Regions from separate parts of the Danio rerio genome. Here region 1 is linked to region 2. The links are chromatin contacts, called in public HiCAR-type maps. All regions are on one chromosome and are shown on one strand. The core of a region is the stretch at or near the end of the contact, and the rest is flanking DNA. Distances in the headings are between cores, read along the strand shown.

The links. HiCAR-type assays count read pairs that join an accessible place to other places.
Region 1: a contact with region 2 is called in a HiCAR-type map of caudal fin, with 6 times the contacts expected there. The contact joins the promoter of zgc:101783 here to the promoter of gtse1 in region 2. A contact is called at or near these places in 5 of 18 Hi-C or Micro-C datasets (caudal fin, embryo, hematopoietic stem cells and 1 more) and 1 of 4 datasets of contacts at active chromatin or transcription factors (caudal fin).

Annotation. Positions count from the first base shown.
Region 1 is chr25:20,983,985-20,987,067 of GRCz12tu, forward strand. zgc:101783 reads left to right here and starts at 1,706. Exons shown (of 9, transcript NM_001004622.1): 1 at 1,706-1,929. The coding sequence starts at 1,911. LOC141380956 (a long non-coding RNA gene) reads right to left here and starts at 2,728. Exons shown (of 2, transcript XR_012400389.1): 1 at 1,258-2,728.
Region 2 is chr25:20,851,395-20,854,357 of GRCz12tu, forward strand. gtse1 (G-2 and S-phase expressed 1) reads right to left here and starts at 1,468. Exons shown (of 12, transcript NM_001020625.1): 1 at 1,371-1,468; 2 at 1,049-1,103; 3 at 722-779; 4 at 1-300. The coding sequence starts at 1,070. atp2b1b (ATPase plasma membrane Ca2+ transporting 1b) reads right to left here. Exons shown (of 20, transcript NM_001135631.1): 20 at 2,493-2,963.

The DNA.
Region 1 (3,083 bases), core at 456-2,955, 130 kb after region 2:
GATGCTGCGCCGACGCCACGTGACTGTCACATGTGGCATCAAAGTACCGCGACAGCGCTCCGAGATCAGACGGCAAACTCAGACCATGCAGCTTCTGAAGAGCGACTGCAGGAGCTTTGATGACGACACCGATATTACACGATTGGCCGAGTTCACCACATGACAACAAACACGTGTATTTCGGGTTTATAATTGGACAAATTCCGATTCAAAAGTTTCAAAACAAACAATTCACTTTTCACACCCTCTCTATCCTGTACACATCTTGCTTATTAAAAAACTACATATATTTTACTGCAGTATCATCTTTTGTTAAATAATCTGGTTATAAAGGTTAGCTTGTTTGCACAGGTTTATTTTTTTACTTTTTTATACAGACTATTTACTGCATTCATCTCCACGAACGATTTAAATGATATATTTTAGTGTATATTTTAGTGAATAACCTAAATATGAACTCAAATAAGTCTTACAGACTTGAAATAAGAAAATCATCATCATTGATCCTGCCACCCTAAAGCTCTCTTAACAAATTAAAGTAAAGAACTATTTTATTAAATAATTATAAAATGGTTTTATTATTATAATATAAATATATATTTTATTTCCTGTCTAGCAGTTTAAAGGCTACCTGCTCTTTCTGGGAAACTTCTACATAGCTCACTTATTTTACCTTTTGTTCTTTTCAACACAATCTTTTTGGATTAAAATGCTTTTTTGAAAATTCATTCATTATCCAAAATAATCTCATTTATTAAGACCTAATCAAAACACCTTGTTTTGCTTTTTACATGGGAAATTTTTATATCTATAAATGTACATATATGTAAACCCTTTTTAGCAGATTCAAACAAGAAGTATTAGCCTAAAGATTGATGTTTAACTCCTATAATTTATGCTTATTGCTTTGTATTTAATAGACCTGTTCGTTTTTATGTTTATATTAACCTCTCATTTCCTCTTATTTCTCTCATGCATTTGTTATATATTTTATTCATAATTCTCTCTTATTGTTTAAAAAGGAACTACAGTTTGAATAGCCTGTATTCTGTTTTATTTGTAAATGTTTTGTTGTTATAAATAAAAATAACAAAAAAATATGATGACGCCATGTGATCGGTCATCATGACTGCAGCAACTTTGAGTCCCGAAGTGTCCAGCTGTCCGTCTTGACGGCTCCGTTTTCAACTCCGCCCCGCCTGCGCTCGGCTAATCTCGTTGATCACCGGCTGCAGCTGAGCTTCATGTCGAACGCACCTATTGATATGTGGTTTTTGGCCCATTCATACGAAAAAGTGTGGCCACTGGGCCCACGTGTTGTAAACACACGTGTTCCTTCCTGTAGTCGGCAGCGCCATCTAGTGGTTTTGCTGCCTAATTGCTGAACGACAAACGCAGTAAAGCGCCCTGCAGCCAGAAACTCAAATATACAAGACTACAAGCAAACGGAAATAACCTTTTGTTAACTTTCATTGTACCGCTAATTCGTTTTATGCACAGCTAAAGTTTAGAAAAAGCAACATGGACATCCGAAGGGATCTTCAAAATGAGTAAGAATCAGGATACTGATAACTTTTTATACCATTCCTGAAGTCTAATCTCGCCTGTTTCATTCAAAGGAAGTTGTCAAACTAGAATCCTAAAAAACGAGTTGATCGAGTTTGGGAAAAAAATGGGTCGAATACTTCTGTAGTATCTTTGCACTGTCATAAGTCTGTCTTCTTGTGCTTTTAGAGAGTCTAAAGCCTACAAGTTTATTCAGCAGTTCAGCTGGCAAGGACAACACAGCCGAACTATTTAAAGAAGTGGTCTAATGGTAAAATACCCGTGTGATGTGGTGAAAAACTGGCATTTCTACATCTTCGCTTACTGTAAAGTGGATGAACATCATCTGTGAGAAGAGTTGAATCATGATTTACGTTCGAAGAGGTTGGTTTCGTTTGTCTTTGTTTTTTTTCTCTCTCTCTCTCTCTCTCCCTTTATTTCATGTTTACGTTGACATTTTTACTTCTAGTTGGTCCCCTTGTGCTACACACGAGACAGAGAAACAGAAGTAAGTTGTTTTTGAAGACATACTAGATGTCTTGTTCAGAACAGCAGTGCATTGTGTACATTCCTGGTTATATTGCTTTCATTCACAATAGCTACAGCACAAAGCAAATTGCAAAGTGAATGTAGATGCAATTTATTTTTTTGCATAGATGGCTATTTCTGAAAGCAATGTTTGAATTATGTCTTTATTAAGTATTTTAAATAGACAGTCATTCTAAATAAACTTTAAAACAATTTGTAAATGAACATCATTTAAATGTAGTGAATTAGCTTTGTGTTGCTGCTGATAAAGCATGTCATGTTTGCTTAAAGTGGTCAAACTGGTTTTGTGACGAGCCAACTGCTGTTTTGTTTTTGTTCCAAGGTGGTCTAGGTCTTGTAATCTCTGTTTAAACAAGCCAACTCTTAATGATCACAATTGACTTGCATAGTCATCATCAGCATAGGACAAAAAAAAATGGATAGCATTAAAGATATCCCATTTGCAGCAGGCTATGCTGAATGAATTACTTAGAAAAGTAGATTGTTACAGATTACTTTGTAAAAATGTTTATTCTAGTTGATGTTTTTTGACTTTAGGTAGCTTTTTGTTTAATGTTTTATCTTTCTCACTAATTAATATACCATATTGATATAGCAGAAACCAGAAAGAAAGAAAATCAACATCAAAATGCATTAAATATTACATTACATTATAATATAATTTCCCAAACTTCTGTGAATAACTAATAATGAGAAATAATAATAATTTATAATATCTTAATACATGTCAGTGTAAACATTACAGAACTGTGAACATGCAACTGTTATTACATTATATATAAAATAGTATTATTATTATTGTTATTATTATTAATAATTCATTCATTTTCTTTAGGGCTTAGTCCCTTTATTAAACTGAGGCCGCCACAGCAGAATGAATCGCCAACTTATCCAACCCATCAATGGGAAACATCCATACACAATCATTTGTACACATACACTATGGACAATTTAGCCTACGCAATTCACCTGTACCACATGTTTTTGGG
Region 2 (2,963 bases), core at 218-2,717:
TTCAGTTTAGTTGCTGCATCATCTTCAAATGTCTCAGTTTGACAGGAGGACACAACGCTGCTCTCGGCTGCAGAATCAGTGATGGTTTGCTCTATGTGGCTGGCGAGTTGTTGAGCTTCTTTGCAGATTTCATCAAACTTTTCTCCAGTAAGTGGACTCCAGCTGGGCTCTTCTCCCAGAGATGGACCACTGCTTATATTGTCCTTCACGTGAGTCTCGACACCATGAGAGATGCATTTCTCTTTATGACTGACTGGACCCACGAAGACCTCATCTTCAACTTCATAATCTCCTTTAGAGCTACGAGAGAGCATTTCATGTGTTAAAAAGGGAAACCACAGTACAGTTCATATTTTGTAGCACTTATCAAAGAAGAGGTTCTCAACTAGAGGCATCGGTAGATTTACAAGACAAGTACTTTTAAATAAATTGCACTAAAATGAGCATCAACACATGCTAAAACACTTCATTTCATGTTTTGGCAGAAATCGCATGTTAATATTTAGTTTTTATATTTCCCATGTTTTTGTCAGGTAAAAACTGAGCAAAATTATTCTCTCACAAACAAACACAAATAAATTTTTTTTTTCATTTTTCTTTTTAATAATTTAGCTTTTTATTTGAGTCTCAATAATGCTAATTTATCTTTTAAGATATTGATTAACAAAACATTTTAACTTTAGACAACATTGATTTTACATACTTAACAATGAAAACAAACCTTCCAGGTGACAAGGAAACGTCAAAGTCAAATTTCTCCTCAGCCAGTGAAACAAAATCTGCAAGTAAAAGTGACAATAATAAACGGCAAAGCAAATTAAAAAATAAAATATACATAATTTACCAAATTATTTTCGGTGTTGCTGTCATACTACACTAACACAAAACGTACACTGTGGTATACCGTGTTGTTTTAGACATGTACCATGGTACTTTTTCTGACAAGTACCAGGATAATAACATCAGATTTATCGCTGTACCACGAAACAATTACTTTTTTGTAAGTATAGTTTAGACAGATTTTGATTAGAAAACCCATAAACGTTACCACTGTGAGAAAGTGATGCCATCTTCAGCCAGGAAAACAAATGGAGGCCAAAGTCCTGCTAACAGTAGCACAATGTTATGTAGTTCCCCATTTGATTACGACACGTTTCAGTCATAGGCAAATACATTTCAAACCAAATACACAATAAAATACTGGTTATAAAACTTTCGATAGTTATTTATGCGAGCATTTTGTATGTGACAAAAAATAACGTTACATAAATAAGACACAACTCATGCAGCTTCAGCGGTTGAACTAATTACCGACAGAAATTTAAGCTTAAAACATATAGTAGATGTTTAATAAGGACAATAATACTTACGTTTTGTCCAAAGCTTTGTTTAGAGTTTAATTTATTAGCAGCAGTGTTGTCTATTCACAGGCACTAGCGATCTGTTTCCACATTTCAAATTTCGAGGTCTGGTTTCGAAAATCACGTGACTTGATTGCTGCAACGGGATTGGCGAAGCAGATTTCCGGAAAGCAGAGCCGTCATGTCGACGTTGCGCAGCACAAAATCAATGATGCATTGTTACAGATAATATTTAATAGAATGTATGATTTTTTTGAATATAACAAAATATACAGTATCAAATAATCCTTGAAAACATATTGAATTACTTCGAAATTAGTTTTATAAAGCAAGGACATTTCTAATTATTTTAATTTAATATCTTTTTTATTATTAAATACAAGAATAATAACATTACTGGACAGAAGAAAAATTCAATAACAAAAAATTAAGAGGAGAAAAAAAAAACTCTAAGTATTAAGTATTATAAAAATCTAAGTATTGCCTTTAAGAACTTATTTTGTGTATAAAAATGTACAGTGTAAAAAAAAATTAACAAAAAAAATTATCAGAGAAATACAGACTATATATGTGGTCTAAATCATATTTAAATATGGACGATAAATAAAAAATAATGTTATTCCAAAAACGTTTAATGTGTGTGCAACTATAGAATAAGTGAAATAAAATCTCTTCATGTATATTGCAAAAAGTACACAAATTAGATATATCAAAATAATAAGCAATTTAGGAATTTTTAGGAAATACATTATGCAAAATCTTAATATGTATCTCTCCTATTTTGTTAATCATGCTGATTTTTTTCAGGTAATAACCATGCTCTCTTCCATGGAATGCCGGAACGACTTATAACACAATTGAAGGATTTGGCTGGCAGTAAGAAATTACACAATGTCATCAATTCTACATAATCCTGAATATTGCCATAATTTTTAAATAAGTCCACCACAAAAACAAATCCTCTTTCAGACTACCTATCAATAAAAAGACATTTCTCACAAATTAAGACATTAGAGTTGTTCCAAAGCATTTCTTTGTGTGGGGAATTCTACTGTAATAATGTTAATGTCAAGATGGAGCATGTTTTGTGCAACCAAGATGCGAAATAAAAACAATGATTAAGTTTATCTAAATATGAATATTTTATTGTCAAAACCCATACACATACTTAAAGACTTCCGAATGTAAATTAAACCACAAAGACCATTTACATTTACAAAATTATATTCCATAAACAGATGGAAAAATATTCTTTCCCAAAACGGGAATGAAACTAACAATGAAATTACAATTATCCCACAAATTCCTGTCTAAAGTTCTTTCCTATTTACCTTTACTAATATTACATGTTTAATGTTCCATTTCAAATCCTATGCCACATCCTGTTGAAATCCTGTTGAAGTCTTCATATTACCATCATCACAACAATTCATAAAGAGCGATTTCTTGACCAAAACTGATGTGTTTGAGGAGGTGAGGAGACTTAAATATGATAAAAACACTCTAAACAGAAGATACACATACATTTTAGCACAACCTCCCTGAACTACGACATGTCCTTTCTTGTTTTTCATTTGGTTGATTAAAAAAAAAAAGACAAAA